Regions from separate parts of the Mus musculus genome. Here all the other regions are linked to region 1. Evidence: chromatin contacts called from public HiCAR-type and promoter capture Hi-C data. All regions are on one chromosome and are shown on one strand. The core of a region is the stretch at or near the end of the contact, and the rest is flanking DNA. Distances in the headings are between cores, read along the strand shown. Region 1 holds the start of Atg4a (autophagy related 4A, cysteine peptidase). Region 2 holds the start of Kcne1l (potassium voltage-gated channel, Isk-related family, member 1-like, pseudogene). Region 3 holds the start of Tmem164 (transmembrane protein 164). Region 4 holds the start of Nxt2 (nuclear transport factor 2-like export factor 2). Region 5 holds the start of Tbc1d8b (TBC1 domain family, member 8B).

Evidence for each region. Promoter capture Hi-C pulls out the DNA fragments that hold promoters and counts their contacts. HiCAR-type assays count read pairs that join an accessible place to other places. Capture Hi-C pulls out chosen DNA fragments and counts their contacts.
Region 2: a HiCAR-type map of astrocytes shows a contact between it and region 1, with 4 times the contacts expected there. The contact joins the promoter of Kcne1l here to the promoter of Atg4a in region 1. A contact is called at or near these places in 2 of 39 promoter capture datasets (embryonic stem cells and hippocampal neurons) and 1 of 115 datasets of contacts at active chromatin or transcription factors (astrocytes).
Region 3: a promoter capture Hi-C map of erythroid cells shows a contact between it and region 1, with 2.7 times the contacts expected there. The contact joins the promoter of Tmem164 here to the promoter of Atg4a in region 1. A contact is called at or near these places in 3 of 39 promoter capture datasets (the C10 cell line, erythroid cells and liver).
Region 4: a promoter capture Hi-C map of pre-B cells shows a contact between it and region 1, with 3 times the contacts expected there. The contact joins the promoter of Nxt2 here to the promoter of Atg4a in region 1. A contact is called at or near these places in 5 of 39 promoter capture datasets (the C10 cell line, the SN4741 cell line, hippocampal neurons and 2 more), 1 of 484 Hi-C or Micro-C datasets (uterus) and 1 of 9 other capture datasets (liver).
Region 5: a contact with region 1 is called in a promoter capture Hi-C map of adipose tissue, with 4 times the contacts expected there. The contact joins the promoter of Tbc1d8b here to the promoter of Atg4a in region 1. A contact is called at or near these places in 4 of 39 promoter capture datasets (hippocampal neurons, liver and pre-B cells), 1 of 484 Hi-C or Micro-C datasets (muscle stem cells) and 2 of 9 other capture datasets (adipose tissue and liver).

The regions. Positions count from the first base shown.
Region 1 is chrX:140,955,335-140,958,711 of GRCm38.p6, reverse strand. It overlaps Atg4a (autophagy related 4A, cysteine peptidase), which reads right to left and starts at 1,805. Exons shown (of 13, transcript NM_174875.5): 1 at 1,741-1,805. The coding sequence starts at 1,750. Psmd10 (proteasome (prosome, macropain) 26S subunit, non-ATPase, 10) reads left to right here and starts at 2,001. Exons shown (of 5, transcript NM_016883.4): 1 at 2,001-2,158. The coding sequence starts at 2,045.
Region 2 is chrX:142,304,531-142,307,725 of GRCm38.p6, reverse strand. It overlaps Kcne1l (potassium voltage-gated channel, Isk-related family, member 1-like, pseudogene), which reads left to right and starts at 1,528. Exons shown (of 1, transcript NM_021487.1): 1 at 1,528-2,973. The coding sequence starts at 1,701. The coding sequence ends at 2,132.
Region 3 is chrX:142,680,382-142,683,673 of GRCm38.p6, reverse strand. It overlaps Tmem164 (transmembrane protein 164), which reads right to left and starts at 1,948. Exons shown (of 7, transcript NM_001199360.1): 1 at 1,735-1,948; 2 at 725-1,383. The coding sequence starts at 1,111.
Region 4 is chrX:142,226,878-142,229,993 of GRCm38.p6, reverse strand. It overlaps Nxt2 (nuclear transport factor 2-like export factor 2), which reads right to left and starts at 1,817. Exons shown (of 4, transcript NM_172782.4): 1 at 1,613-1,817; 2 at 384-470. The coding sequence starts at 1,627.
Region 5 is chrX:139,683,089-139,686,528 of GRCm38.p6, reverse strand. Tbc1d8b (TBC1 domain family, member 8B) reads right to left here and starts at 1,533. Exons shown (of 21, transcript NM_001081499.2): 1 at 1,219-1,533. The coding sequence starts at 1,348.

The DNA.
Region 1 (3,377 bases), core at 556-3,055:
TCTCCTAGAACTTGCTGTGTAGACCAGGCTGGCCTCAAACTCAAAGATCTGCTGCCTCTGCTTCCCAAGAACTAGGGTTAAAGGTGTGAGTCACTGCACTGGACTTTGCAATTTTTCTATAAATCTAAAACCTTTATGGAAAAATTATTACATTGATTTAAATCAAAATCAGAATTTATGGCTTTCCAGATGGTTCCATAAGTAAGCCCAATGTCCTGTGGTAAATCCCCAGGCCCAACATGCTTGAAGGAGAGAATCAACTCCCAATAGTGTTCTCTGACTTCCACACTCATGCCAGGCATCATGTATGTAAGTGTACACACACACACACACACACACACACACACACACACACGGAGGGAGGGAAGGAGGGAGGGAGGGAGGGAGGGAGAAGAGAGAAGAGGAAAGGAGAGGAGAGGAGAGGAGAGAAACCAACACTCTTAGAAGCTGAATCAGGTCACACACAATCAATAAGATGCAATAAAATAATTAGTATTTAAAAGAATATGTTCCTGGATTATCAATATTTGGACATAACTTACTGCATGAAAACATATTTTCAAAGAGTTTTCTAAAGATTAAAAAGAACATTTGGAATAAATTTTAATGATAGAAAATAGCAACTTTAAACATCAGCTAAGCAAACAGTACTTCCCTCAAAGAATTCCGTTCTCTTAGTATTTCTGTGTTAAAAATAAATTTCACTGGGGTCTGGAAAGATGGCTCAGGGTTTAAGAGCACTGGTTGCTCTTCCAGAAGACCTGAGTTCAATTCTCAGTACACACATGGCAACTCACACTGTCTAACTCAGATCTCAGAGGATCCAACATTCACACGGTGTACAGACACACATGCAGGCAGAAAACACACTCACACAAAATTTTAAAAAGCTAAAAGCATTATATAAACACATACTCCACTATTATTATATCCCGAATTTCATCAATTAACATTTGTCATAACTTGTGTTCTCGAGTTGGTTTTATCATCTGTCCTGCAAAGCTTAAAATAACTATGATCTGGCGTTATATAAAAAGTTTGCTAAGCCCTGTTCTATACCATAACAAAGGAGACAAACTTCATCAGTCACTTTAAAAAATATATCTTTAACATTTTTCTAATGTCTTTTTTGATATTTTCTATAAAAGATAAGCCTTGCATCTCTTCTGCTGCAGCACTATTTGGAAATTCACCTTTAAAAAAAAATCCACATTGTTAGCTTAGCAATCTAGCAAAGTCTCGATGGTAATTGCCATTACCATGTTATTAAAGTGACAACATCATATACCCTGATATCCCTAAGGTGACCGCTGTTACTCACTGAGGTCTCTTAGGTATCTAGTGGCTCCTATGGCATCACACCCTGTCTTTAGCATCATTCTGGCACATCACCTCTGTATGGTGTAATGTATAACCTGTGTTGTAGCAGAGCCTTACTCTGATGCCACTCCGGAGAAATGCCAGAGTAACTAGCCTGTGCTTCTTTCCACTCCTTAAACAGTGGTAGGGAGGGGGAGGGTAGCTACAGTCAATGGTTCAAGCTCAGAGGTAGTACTCTGCTCCAACTCTGTCCCTTCCGCCTGCCACTGCAAGTGAGGGCCCCGAGGGACAAGATCTGTAGGATCCCAGAACTCTCTTGCGCTGCTACAGTTTTCATTTCATGTGGCCAACTTACTGGCCCACCAAAGACCACCCACCCTAGCTTTTTCACACAGTACTACCAGAAGCCGCTCCCATTACCTGACTCCATTCTCCAGCTGTCATCCTGGGCCAATTCCACCGGCAACTTGACTACGGCTTTCTCTAAGGATTCTGGGACTTGTAGTTCCACTTTGCTAGGACCCGGAACTGAGTGACTTCCAAAGACGCCTCCAGGCCTGGATCTGCTTTCAAACTGCAACTCCCAGAAGCTCCAGGCTATGGGCGGGGCTACAAGGAAAACAAAGATCAGTGATTGGAGAATTTCTAGTACTTTGATTGGTCGCCGGAACAGGAAATGCGAGTGGGCGGGGCTTGAGTTTCACGGAGGTCTTGGGAAGGCGAAATGGAGGGGTGTGTGTCTAACATAATGATCTGTAACCTGGCCTACAGTGGGAAGCTGGATGAGTTGAAGGAGCGCATTTTGGCTGATAAATCTCTGGCTACTAGAACTGATCAGGTAAACCAGCCCGAGGGCTTGTCGCCTAGCAGCGGGTGTCAACGAAGCCCTACATGGCTTCCGGGTCCTAACTTGGTGTGAGGCCACTTCTGCGCTCCTCCCGCCCACTCCTCCCTCTAGTAGCCTTGGGTTAAAACACGACTCCTGGTCCAACTGTAACCCCTCAGAGACTTTGGGACAGGGTGGGGAGGGGAAGCTAAGCTTGCTGAATTTCATATATTTCTAGAACACCCACCGCTTTTCTCAGAAATTTCCAGAGTTAAGAGACAGCGCGATGGAGATCTGTGAAAAAAGCTTGTTAGGTGGATTTTTCTTTAGTTGTAATCCCAGTCAGTGGCCCACGAGTAACCAAATGCCCTTTGTGTGTATGTCAGGAAGTTTGAGAGGAGCTGGGAATTTCAGTCAAGTCGGAAAAAAACAGGCATAAATGAAATAACGGTACATGTCTTATTACATATTTTAAATCCCCCAGAAAGAAGTTTACATCATTTCAGAACATAGAAGGAGAAGACATGATAGGAATAGTTGGGAAGGGCTTTGTATAGAAGGGGAGGTGATTTACACTGTGAAGAAAGAATGGGGTTCCATGTGGGGCGAGTGAACTGTGGCAAACAAAAGAGAATGGACATTGGGAAGTATTTCTGTTCAGATCAACTAAGTCTCAGGTTTTTATTGTGACTTTCCAAATCATAGGTTGCCTTCTGTGTTGAGAGGCAAGTGTTAAACATTAGTAAGACAGTACATCATACTTCAGAACTTCCATGTTGTCTCTTTTAGAAGAGAAATCGGAGAGACTGCTTTTTTTTGTCCTGGAATTTTCCTTTATTACTCAACAGTAGAATTCCCCTATGTTCACCGCGTTTGCTTTTGTGATGGTCTGGTGATGTGGTTTAAATTTAATAACGTGTATTAAGACTTAATCCACTAAAAATAAGGAGTCAGTGACATAAAAGAGACTGCTAATCAGGATTAAGAAGTTAAATACAACAACCAAATGCAATTAATTTATAGACTTTATTTGCATCCAGATGTAAACCACCTGGAAATGGGCTTATAGGAGACTATTGGTTTTAAGTGGGATAATTTTTTTTACTTTATGTAAATTTTTTGTTGTTATTTAAGATATGATCTCCCTATGTAATCCAGGCTGTCCTTCCAATGAAGATCCTCCTGTCCAGCCTCCCAAGTTCTGGAAGGTTTGCATTACCACCATGACAAA
Region 2 (3,195 bases), core at 279-2,778, 1.3 Mb before region 1:
TTAAAATGTCAAAGCAAGGCTGGGGAGATGGCTTGACAGTTAAGAGCACTTGCTGCTCTTCTGAGGACCCAGGTTCAATCTTAGCTCAATAACCGTCTGCAACTCAAGTTCCAGGGGGCTATCTGATACCCGCTTCAGGTCTCTGCAAGCACAAGACATTCATGCTGTGCACAGAAACTCACGTGGGTAGAATACTCAAACACATAAAATAAAATATGAAGACCCCCTGGCACTTACAGCTTGGCCTCTGGATCAAATGGCATTTATTGATCAGGCAGCTTAGCTCCCTGAGTGTCCAGAGGGCATAGGCTTTTTTTCAGCCGTTCTCTCATTATTGTCTCCATGCAGCCAGACCTGACCACCACTACCTCACTTTGTCTACTTCTCTTGTCTACAAATCCTTTTCTTAGTCTATATTCAATTTAAGACAGCTTAAAGTTTGGGAATAATACGTGATATTGTCATCTACAAACGTTCTTGACTGCAATCATGTTTATCCTGTGAAGCCTGTGGCCCCCAGTCCTAAGGTTAGACATGCCTGGAACTGATCTTTGTCCAATTGCCTGTTTCCCCCTACCCCAAGAAAACATGACTGTTCCAGAAGCCATCAGACACTAGAGTTACTATCAAGCCTTGGAGAGTCCCACAGCATTGACTGAGAAGTATGTTTTCTAGAAAGGGCATTTTTCAGACCCAAAGACATCTAGAGAGTCATAGAATTTTGTTGTTGTTGTTGTCCCTGCTCCTCCTAATAGTGGAATTAGACGTCATTTCTGGGAAGATGGCTTGGTCAAAGGAAACAAGGTAACACTGTGCATAGACCATGCACATCTGAAGGCACATGGGTGACTGTCAAGGTGTGCTATCGGAGCAAGCAAGACTACTTCCCTGCAGTCTGGTGTATTATTTAGGGAGCATTTTGAACAACCTGGGAGTCTTCCATTGTGTTGGCCTACGTGATCAATCACTCTGGCACCAAATTTGCCTTGGGTATTTTCTAACTAAGACACTCTCTTCAGACCACAGGTGGGAAAATGTGAGAAAAATGTGTGAGGACTAGAAAGGAAATAGGCCTTGACTAACAGGGGTAGGATGTGAACAAGGGGTCTCAGCTGCCATAATCCAGCTAGTGCTGATGGAAGACATCTGAAATCTTGCTTGGGCATGCTCCAGGGCAGGTTCTGTCTTAGGGGAGGCAGGCGGCTGCTGTATCTGGGCCAAAGCCAGGCCTGCAGGGCTGGTGGCTAGAACTTGGAAGGAATTCTCTTCCGCAGCCCAGGGTCCAGGCTTGGCCCCAGTATGCAGCCTTGCCAACCTCTGCTGCCTGGGGCCTCGCGCATTCCGAGCCCCCACCCTCTCCGCCCCTCCTCTGGGCTCGCCCCATCCCTTGTCCCCTTCTCCTCCCCCTACCAGCTGTCCCCTTTCCCCTAAGTGGCCAGACAGTCTGAGCCTGGAAAGAGGCGGCGGCGGGCTGGAGGGGGCGTGGTGGGGAAGGGGAGGAGGAGCAGGGGTGAGGGGATAAGGAAGGCCCGGCCTGAGGCCCCAGTCACTGAGCGCCTGCCGGGGAGCTGGGTGCCACCTCGCTGTCGAAGTCTCTGCACCCTGCCTGCTCTGCTTGCTCCCCTTGCTCGCTTGCTTCCCCTTGTCCAGGGGGAAAGGTCAACTGCGTCCTGGAGCCTCCGTGCCACTCTCCAACAGCTATGAACTGCAGCGAGAGCCAACGGCTGCAAACCCTCTTGAACCGCTTGCTGCTGGAGCTGCACCATCGTGGCAACGCCAGCGGCCTGGGCATCGGAACCGGCCCGAGCATGGGCATGGGGGTCGTCCCTGACCCTTTCGTGGGCCGCGAGGCGACCAGCGCCAAGGGTAACGACGCTTATCTCTACATCCTACTCATCATGATCTTCTATGCCTGCCTAGCCGGAGGCCTCATCCTGGCCTACACCCGCTCCCGCAAGCTCGTCGAGGCCAAGGATGAGCCACCCCTGGCCTGTGTTGCTGAGCAGGAATGGGTCCCCGCTGCCATCGCATCTGCCGACCCGGAGAATGGCCAGGGCTTGCTGGCTGAGGGCGGCCACCAGCTCGCAGCAGGGGCGCTGCCTGCGCTGGCTCAGGGCGCTGAGAGGGTCTAGATCCGCTGTCCTCCTCATTTTGCTTATCCCTGGGCCTGGCTCCCGCGCTTTTACTGCCGTTCCAGAGCTCGCTTTACCCGAGGCCCAGAAGATGATGAGAGGTCAGAACCCTTCAAGGCAAGGCCCTGGAAGAAGAAGCAGCGCCTTACTCACACCCGACCACCTTCTCTCTCCCCTCCCTTCCATGCCGGCAGGCACCCCTACCCCGCATATCCAACCGAATTAAACTGCCTCTGCTTTCTTGTCTTCAGCCAGCCCCAACACCATGCTCTAGCCTTCTGGGAACAGAATCCAGCACGTCCAACACTTGGCATTGAATCGAAGCAACGAAGTCTAGCAGAACTCTGGGGCCGTTTAACTGGCAGCTGCTCCAGGGGCTGCCAAGGACTGCTCAGTCTGCACAGCTAATGGGGTTAGCCATCACTGCCAGGCCCGCTGCAGCAGCTCAAGCTTTCTGTTGCCTTGGGGACAGAGACAAAGAGCACGAAGAGACCTCAGACATCTTTTCCTTCAGCGGGCTATTAGGGAGACACTATTGTGGCATAGAATGGACTGAAGGGGAGGGAAGGTTCAATGGGAAAGGAAGATCTATGGTCCCAGGGGTATGGTGTTCTTGTTTTCCTGTCCCCCTAATTGCCATCCCAATGGTCTGAGTATTAGTGCTTTGGACATCTGGCTTGGATAATCATTACTAGTTGCTTAGCCTTAATAATCCCAAATGCATCTCTTATATTGGTTCAGTTATTACTGCAATGTATGTATGCTTCATTCAGGGCCAGTCATCCCTAGCTCTGTAACCTTGGGGAATCTTACAGGCAGGTAATAAAGTTTGTTAATCAGTAGCTCAAGACTCTTGTCTCAAAGATCCCAGCCTTGAGACCCACTACTGGATAGACAGGGAACTGTCTATTTTTTTGTTTGGAGATGATGTTTGGAAATTGGGTGGTGGTGATTTCTATATTGACTATAGGCTGAATATGGTAGCTGTGGGGGTGGGGTGGGGGGAAGGAAAGAGCATATGCAGAGTCCCAGCTACTGAAGGTGTTGAGGCAGGAAGATCATT
Region 3 (3,292 bases), core at 699-3,198, 1.7 Mb before region 1:
GCTGGCAACTTCCCCTATCAATCCCATTTGCTTGTCTTAGCATAGCTTAATGGGTAAGAGGTCAGGGAAGCAAAAGAAGTCAGCTTTCTTGAACACCCTTGGAGCATAGGACGGAGACTTCAAGTGGTAAGATGGAGAAGTTTGAAAAAAGGAAAACCCCTCTCACACGGGATCGCGATCTCCAGCCTGTGAGGAAATTAGGTTGCTCAAGTATCTTACAACCTAAAAGCTGACCTCACCCCGAGAGCAGACACCCTGAAATGAAAGAGTCATTAAGAGAAACCCCTAAAACTATTCCCCCCAATGTACCACAGTGGAGACAAAGAAGCTTGTGTGACCACCACCTCCAGGAAAGCCTGTCACCAGGCCCCTTGGGAAACTACTACAAAAGGCAGGAGTGCTGGCCATGCGCCACAGATGTGATCCTGAATGGTCACCTAGCTGGGGCTGGACTTCCTGCTGGTGAAAAGGCCAGGCCCCAGCAGAGCTGAGATGGGAGGGGCATGGGGCTCCAAGTGCAAGTCATTTCTAGGGTTCACCTCCACTGTGGGGCTGACCTGTTGTGCAATGCTGAAGTTTACTAGCACAAAAGCGGATGCTGGTTGGAAAAGCATTTGTAAGGGTCCCACTTCCCACGGGAACGAAGTGCTCTACACACCAGTGTCCTGAGCACGCTAATGACTCTTATCACTTAGGCTGCCCAGGAAAAAGTCAACAGACTCACATGCATCATGGTGACCAGGTGACAAGGGTTGAGCAGGTAGATGACGGTCTTGGTGGCGAACTTAAAGCCCACCTCCACCCCGAAGATCAGGCACAGGGCTACTAAGAGCAGATTCTTGCTCAGGCTCTCCTTGCCTTCCTCTGGCCGCTGGGTCACCTGCTGTGGCTGGCTGCTACGGCCACCCCTACCGTCCTCCTTCTGCCTCAGGATGTGCCGCAGGGCCACCAGGATCTCCAACAGGGCCAGGGTCAGGACCACCACACTTTCCAGCAGCCGCTGCTGCCAAGACAGGAAGGCAGCACAGTCGGGGCCCCCATTGCCTGCAAAACTGGGGTCGACGCCCCCATAGAGCCAGTCCAGGAGACTTTGGTAGCTATACCGGGACATGATGCAAAGTGGCTCCACTTGACTACGGTACAGGAAGCAAGAGCGAGATGGAACACGAGACCGAAGGGTTGCCCGGGCGGTGGAACATGTAAGGAGGGCACACCCGCACCCCCCTCTGGACACTGGGGCACCTAGAACAGGGGAGGGAAAGCTACACGCGAGGCCCGGGATAAAGTGCTGGCTCTAACTTGTCCCCACGGCTGTCTGGGGAGCCCCCCGCGCTTCTCCAGTGGCCACCAACGAGGCAGGGTTGAAAGGAGCCGTTGGCCAATCTAAAAGGAAGGAGAGGAAAAAAAGGTCTCAAAGAGGCAATTGCACGGGAATTAACGAAGCGGGGAGGGGTAACTAGTGAGGGAAGAAAAGGGGAACGGGAGTGGTGGCCAAGCAAGCACGGGTGAAGGCAAGTTGGAGGCCAAGAGGGTCAGGACTGGGACCTAGGGGGCCCGGCACTAGGCACTGCCGAGGGAGCCAAGCGGGAGGCAGAAGGGGGTGAGAGAGAGAGGGGACACGCGGAGGCTAGGAGAGAAGCTAGCAGGGCTGGGCAGGCGGGGAGGGCGACGGGGAGGGCAGGGACGCCGGACTCCTCGTCTCAGCCACTCCACGAGAGGGGGGGGGGGTCTTACTCCTGCAACCGCGTGGCCGTCTCTGCCCCCAGCTAGCAACTTCGCCGCCGACGGGGCCCCCTCTCCAGCCAATTTAGAGCAGTCCCGGTCCAGCCTCCCGCCCCTGGGTACACCCCCGAACCCCCAGCTCCACCCCCCCTGGCCCCTCACGCCCGCCCTCCGGGCCAGCGCCACCCTCAGCCCTCCGCCTGCTCCGGACCAGCCCCCCAGGCGCAGGCGGGCGGCGGGAGGAAGCCGAGAGGGAGGGCGGGGACGCGGGGCCAGCCAGGGGCCGGGCCATGGGGCCGCCACCCTCCGCCCCGCCGCCACCGCTCCATCTTCCCGCTCCTCCTCGTCCGGCCCCCCGAGGACTGGCCGCCGAGTCCCCCTGGGGCTCCACTCACCCGCTGCTCGGCTCCGCTGCCCGGGCTCCACCGAACTCTCCGTCTCCCCTCACTCCCCGCAGCCCCAGGCGGCACTCGGCTGGGCTCCCCAGGCGGCCGCAGCAGCAGCAGCAGCCGCCACCGCCGCCGCTCCGGCTCCTCCTCCTTGCCTTCCTCCCCCGGCAGCCGCCGCTCGCTTCCTCCGGTTTCCCCTCCCTCTCTCCACCCCCTCGTCGCCAACTCCCTCCACCTTCGGCCCTCCTCCCGTCCACTTCACCCCCTCCCTACACACACACACACACACACACACTCCTCCGATCCACTTCACTCCCTCCCTACACACACACATACACACACACACACACACACATACACACGTCTTCAAGCCACCACTGCCCCGCCTCGCAGCCTTCCCTCCACAGCCTACCCACTTCGTCCTCGCTTCCCACCTCCTGCCCTGCTTCCTCTCTGCTCCCCACCCCACCCCACCCCACCCCCGCCCCCACCCTGCTACCCTCGGAGGCCCCATCCCCGCCTCTTTCCTCCTCCTTCTCCAGCCTGGTCTTCTGCACTCCAAGCGTGCACTCGCGCACAGTTTTGCTCTTTCGCCACTGTGACTGAATTCACCTCCCCACCTAAGCCTGGCGGACTAACTCCTCCGTTGACCTGGTTCTCGGGCCACTACTTTGCATACCTGACCACATACTGGGCACTCAGCCGGTCCTCGCTAACTTCTAGGAGTAAGGCTGTGAAACTGATGGACAGGCTTTAGCTTGGGGAGTGTGCTGAGTATGGACTTCCTGCTTCCTCCCTTCGGCCTTGAAATGGGAGATTCAAAAAAAAAAAAAAAAAAAGACCATAAAAGTATTGCTCACCTTCTTGTCACAGCCTCACTTTCTTCTTGAGTGCCTAAATTTGAGGATTTCTCCTCGGACTCCTTCTAACCCAGCTCTGATGCTTTTCTCTCTCTCCCCCCTCCCCCCACCCTACACAAACCTTGCTGGCTCTCTCCCTCCTTCCCTCCTGCCGTCCTTCTTCCTCTCCGCCCCCTTCCGACCACAGCGAACCTTCAGTGATAGACTTGGTGGAGGAAAAGAAGATTCTCCTGACCTCTTTCCCTCCCCACCCCCGTCCCCCACCCGCAGAGAGAGACAGAGACAGAGACAGAGAGACACAGAGAGCGAGAGACAGAGAGA
Region 4 (3,116 bases), core at 568-3,067, 1.3 Mb before region 1:
CTTACCATGCCCTCTATAAGCAACTCGTTTTCTTTTTATATTTTTATTTAAACGTTTTTAAATTTAAATATATTTTGATCATATTCTTTCTCTCCCCCAAGTCCCACCAGATCTTTTCCCCAGCCTTCCAACATGTTTGGGTTTCAAAAAACCCAAACAAAAACTTAATACAACAAAACACTTCCCAAACCAAACCAATAAAACAAAATAAAACAACACCAAAACTGAAAAAAGAACAACAACATAAAAACAATCCACCAAACTGTACTCAAATGAAAGCAACTCTTCAAGAACTTGTGCACCATAATTACATATGCAGGTCAGATAAATGGTATTTTAAAAATAAAATTTAAACAAAGAACAATAGAGACTATAAAACTCACATGTCGTCTTTTGTCCATTGTCTCATAGTAAATATTGACAAATTCCTCGGCAGCTCTACATGCCTGATCCACATAAGTTTTAAAATTCTACGAGAAAATATTCACAAATGTAGATTATAATTCCACCAATCCCCCCTCAAGCACAAAATACACAAAAGAAGTTGTCAATTTATGCTCATCATTCTAAAGCTGCATTTGAATTCCACTCCTATGACATAAATTTGAGTATTAAGATTAAGGCACAAATTTCTGCTTGAAAATCTGCTGCTAGTTTTAGGTGTATGTCTTTAAAACACATTCATCTCCCATCTTTTCATTCGTCACATATGAATCTTGGTTCTTTGCTTGGCATGTATCTGTAACTCGGAGATGTGCAGAGGCAGGGACCCTAGGTGTGAAGTGTGGGCAATTATTGAGTAGGCTAGCAAAGCGCTTCATTTCAAGCGCTTATGACCAAGCTCAAAAGCTACTGCGATTAAAAAACAAACAAACAAACAAAAAAACCAAAAAAAAAAAAAACCTGTCAAAATAGAAGTGAACGTCTAAGCAGCCTCACGGAGACATTTTTCTTACGTTATATAACCACTCACTCGTGTCTGGAAGTGAATTGCAGAACCTAAGAAATGAAACCCCTCAGATCCATTCTCACCAGAGTATCCCTGATGAAGTAACCCTTTTGTGGAGGCAGTTCTAGTCTTTGAAATAAATAAAAACAATCGCCACCCTTTTTCAGGGATCCGGAGCTTTTGCTTGCTCTATCTATCTATCTATCTATCTATCTATCTATCTATCTATCTATCTATCTATCTATCTATCTATCTATCATCTATCTATCTATCTTTAAGCGCCAACGGAAAGAGGGCCACCTAAAGCCACCGGCCACAGAGCTGCATCCTCACACAGGCTGCTGGACTCCCACCAGCCGCTCCATCTCCGGAGCAGGGGGCGGGCGGAGGGCGCGAGCTCCGCCCCAGGGGCTGGCGGGCTGGAGCCTGATTCGCCACTCGCTCATGCTCGCGCCTCCTCCCTTCTCCCTCCCCTCCCCTCCCCCCTCCCCTCCCCTCCCCTCCCTTCCCCTCTCCCTCCCCTCCCCTCGGCTGCCCTCCCCTCCGCTGCCCTCCCCTCGGCTGCCCTCCCCTCCGCTGCCCTCCCCTCCCCTCCGCTGCCCGAGCCCTAGCTTGCTTGCTCCTCGGCCAAGCCGCGGGCGCCAGGAGGTGTCACGCACTCACCACTGCCAAGGCCATCAGGGGGCTGGAAATGGTCTGCTCCAGAGCTGGCCCCGGAGATGTCCGCACTTCCGCGCTCGTCTGGGTCCTTTGGCTGTGGAAGGATGAGATGTTTAGCAACAAAACGAACCTCGCCAATGGCACAGATTTCTCAACCCGCCCATTGTCCCCCGGAAGTAGCTCAGTCCGGTGTTAAAATCACCCCGATGTTCCAACTTTAAGCAGCGTTTCCCTTCAGTTCCGAGTGATCCCGCCCATCCGTTTTAAATTACTTGCAAACTGTTTATTTACCATAAGAGAAACAGATAAACGAAAAAACTAACCAACCTACACCATCCCCCCAAAACCCCAACAAAACAGAAGGGGAGGACCTTGCTTTTGTAAGCTTAATATGGAAAACAAATACATCTCAAGTTCCCAGCTACCTGTCCTGGCACAAGTTAATATTAAATATTCAATTTTGGGTGGGAACCTCTTCACACGAGGAGGCGGGGCCAAAATTTGAAGGCCAACGAGAAACGGGGGGGGGGGGAATCTATGTCCGTAGCCAATAGGAAAAGGGGGCAGAACTTATGGAAAGTAACACCAACCGCCAACTGCACGAGGGCTGAAAAATTTTAAAGTACAGGGGGTGCTGAAAACTGTTTAAAGTACGGCCAGTGGGGTTTAAAAACTGTTTAAAGTTCTAAAATGTTCTCCATTTTGAGCCTTGGCCACTAAGCTTCGCTGGGCTGCCTACAATTTCTCACGGTTTAATATACAAGCATTTCACGGATTCTCGCCACTCTGGGGGGATTATATAACAAGGACTACCCCCCTAAACCCTACGGTGTGTGTTTCCACAGCGTATTCAAGAACAGCAGGACAAGAAACAGTTTAGTAGTGATCACAAGCACGTTTCTAAACATTTTTACTCATACTCAATTATTTATGACAACTATAAGTTAAATATTATTTTCTTATCAGTCTATTTAAAAAAGTGATTAACCAGCGACTACCTAGGATTTAAGTACAAGTAATGTTTCACTACTCCACTGCCATTTTTTGTTTGTTTTTGTTTTTTGGTTTTTGTTTTGTTTTGTTTTGTTTTTTGTTTTTGTTTTTTTTCGAGACAGTGTTTCTCTGTATAGCCCTGGCTGTCCTGGAACTCACTCTGTAGACCAGGCTGGCCTCGAAGTCAGAAATCTGCCTGCCTCTGCCTCCTGAGTGCTGGGATTAAAGGCGTGCGCCACGACTGCCCGGCTCCCACGACCGCCCGGTTCCCACTGCCATTTTTTTTTTATTACGTATTTTCCTCAATTACATTTCCAATGCTATCCCAAAAGTCCCCCACTTCCCTACCCACCCATTCCCATTTTTAAATATCACTGCCATTTTTTAAAAAAACCAATGATTTCAAAGCGGCTACCGCCGGACTTCTAATTTTTGAATCAAAATATTTCTATAAACTTACTATTTGTAGTTGATTTGTGGCTCCACCCAGGAACTGCCCGAGTTTCCAAAATGT
Region 5 (3,440 bases), core at 284-2,783, 1.3 Mb after region 1:
GAGTGGGTGATTGGTTGAAGGAGCACCCTCATAGAGGCAAAGAGGAGGGGGGCAGGGAGATATGGGATAAGGGGGTGTGGAGGGGAAACCAGGAAGGGGGATAACATTTGAAATGTAAACAAATAAAATGATCAATAAAAAAAGAATCTCAGAAGAGAAAAGCAGTTTAAACCCACCATAAAAAAAAAAGATTGCATATATGAAAGAATTTGATCAATGCCATCCAACAGGCAAGAGGTAAGGATATGATCAAAATTCAGGTGGTCAGATTTTTGCTTCTTCCCTCTACATCACCCTCCCCAAATTAAGCTGCTCCACCACTTCAAAGCCCTAATACCAAACTAAGAATTACCATGAAAAACAGCTCTTGTCTCTCCAAGGTCCAAATTTGTAAAAAGCCCCTATGGAAGACTAAGGATCTAAAAACAGCCTTCTTTGTAATCTTCAGACATGGACCAGTTTTGAATTAAGATTAACAACTGTGGGAGACTGGCTTAGAAGAGTTGAGTCTCCTTCTTGTTTAATTGGTTTGGTTTACACATCTTTGAAAGAAGGGGCAGAGCCAAACTCACTGGAGAGAAATGTACTCTTAGAAGAATACAGGGATTCCAAGGGTTGAAAACTTGGATATAGCAAAAGACGCGAAACTGAGAGGAGGTGAGTAATTCTGAGGGCTACTCCTTCACTTCCCCAGCATCAAGCAGCCCCATGCCCCGACCCAAATCTCACTTGCAGCCTCTCTCTCAAGGTGTGATTGGGGCACTTCGTTCTCCTTAGGATTCCCATGTCCTAGCAATGCCCCTCACACACTCGCACTCACTCCCTAGGGTGGTGATTATTTGTATAGGTTTTGGAAAAAAAGTTAAGTCCACACCCGCGAACCCGCTCTCCTCGCCTGTCTTAACGGGACTAGTCTAGCTAGCGCACTGCACTGCCCATCAGCCCCCTTCGCCATGGGAAGCGACCCATCAGGTACTGGAAACCCCCTTAGCTTCTCCTATCGCGGTAAGACCCAAAGAGCAACTGGGAGTCCTGTGCAAGACAGTCAGGACGCGGTGGTAGCAGAGGAAAGGTGGTGGCGGGAGCAGAATTCCCCAGTCAGTCGCCCTGGGTTTAAGATGAGGCAGCGGGCAGCGACGAGTAACTGTTTGCCTTGCCACCTATTCAGTGACAGCGGACCCAGCCCTAACGCAGGTGTAGCTGGCCACAACCTCTTACCTGTAAGTCCCCCTCCTCCTTCTTCCCCGTAGCCTCGACGCCTTTGCAGGACAAAGTACTCGTTGGATCTTTCCATCAGCCACAGCTTCAGCGCATTTTTCAACAGCACTTCCTCGGGCTTCAGCCACATCTTGAAGAACTTTGTGCCGCCTCGGGAACGGAGGCGACCTATTTGTCCTCCTCACCTCCACCCTCCCAGCCTGTCTTTACCCCTCTACTTCTCCTCCCACCAAGTCTTCCGTTGGCGGCGGCGCCTCCGGAGGTTTTCCACACTTCCCCCAACCGTGCCTTCTCTCCCACGTAGGCAGAGAGAGTGCCAACTCCCTCCCACGGAGCTACTGCCAGACTGGGAAATAGCCCCGCTTCACCTCCTCTTGGGAGTTGTAGTTTTCTATCCACTTTTCCCGTACCCGGTCTAATATAGCCCTAGACTACATTTCCCACAATGCACTGGGTTACTAGTTGGGTGGGTTGGGGGCGCCTTTGAGGCGCTCCCGCCACCAGTTAAGTGAGTTTAGCCTGTGTAAAGTTAAAGAGGGTTTTCTTTTGTCTTTTTGCTTCAAATAAGCTAACCCCGTGTATGACAGCAGTGTTCCTAGTTCTTTTATAGTGAGAGGACTAGTTTGTTGAAAACAAAGTTTCCGGCATTTTTGAGTAATGGCCCATCCAGGAAGCAGTAGCCTGCAGCAACTTCCATTTACTTTGCGCCTATTAGGTAGTAGGTGATTTCTCAGGTAATCCTCAGGGAAATCTTTCAAAGTGGATCCTCCGCTTTGCTCGCTAAGCGCTAGCAAGCGAAGTTACTTACCCACGCTCTCACAGTGGGTGAATAGACTTGTTATTCAAAAGCCTTGCCTAAATTAAATTCTGTCCATTCATACCAGAAGAATGTAAATCTCAGAAAACACTTCTTCACACACACACACTTGCGATTATCCCTTCCCCCATGCTGCCTCTGTTTATTTGACTACTGGCTGAAAAATCTCTACTCCAACTTTTTAGGTATTTCTTTTTTTTTTTTTTAACCTTAAAAAACAAACAAACACCCGAAATTCCTTGCAGGGCAGGGCAGCCTATTTTCTTGATACCTTGACAATGCTGCACAACAGCCTACGCACTAAAATGAAAGAGTTCTGCTGTGAGGAATTATTTGAGGGCTGGTTGTTGTTATTGTTGTTGTTAGGATAACTCAATCCCGACAGGAAAAGAATAGAGTGAAAGTGAAAACTGGCTTACAGAAAGAATGCAAATAAAAGGTCCTGAGAAGTTGGCAAGGTATTCAAAATAAAGATATAGGGCCATGTGGCTAAGACAATGGACTGGGACACTCAGACTAGGAGTCCTGGAGCCAGTGAACTCTGCCCCAAGGAGTGTCTCCAGGCTAAATCTTCCAAGACTTGGGCGGTTTCTGGCGAAGCAGGTATATGTCACAAGCAAGTATTTATTTTTGTGGAAGAAAAACGCAACCATCACCACCACCAACAAAGCAAAATCCCAAGGCAGAGTGTTTCCTAGCGCAAAGTCACCCTTTGAAGGTGTATTAAGGCACATCGTTTCTCCATTTCTTCACAGTAAAAGGTCAATAAATGCAGCAAATGTGGATAGCCTTTGTCTTCCTTCATTTGTACAGTTCCAGCCGCCATTGTCCGTCAGTATGCTTATGGTTCTAGTTATGGCAAAGAGCATCAGGATTGGATGGTTCCTTCTCTGTACGCTGAACCCAGCCAGGGCTACCCAGATACTCTGTCTTAAGATCAGGCCCACTTCCAGCTTGGAGCTGGAGCTGGGGATTTAGAACACTTTTGCATTTATAAACAAACACTTCACTGATTGTATAAAGAAAACAGTTTTCAAATTGAATTATGTCTATTGCGCTAAAATTTGTCTTGATCATAATGTACTTCAAGTCTTTGCAAATAATTGTTTCTCTAAAACCACATTTAAAATACCATGGCATTCTTTTCATTGTCCAATTATGAATATTCCTGTAAAATACTTAGGAATTACAAACAATCTTGAATATCGCTGCTGATATTGTCCTGGAACTTAATGTATCGCATGCTATGCTCATTAATAAGTGTCTTAGTTAGGATTTTCATCGCTGTGAAAGGATACCATGACCGAGGCAACTCTTTTTTTTACTTATTTTATTTATTTACATTCTAGCCATTGCCTTCCCTCCTGTTTCCCCTCCCACAATTTCTCATCACATTCCTCCTCCC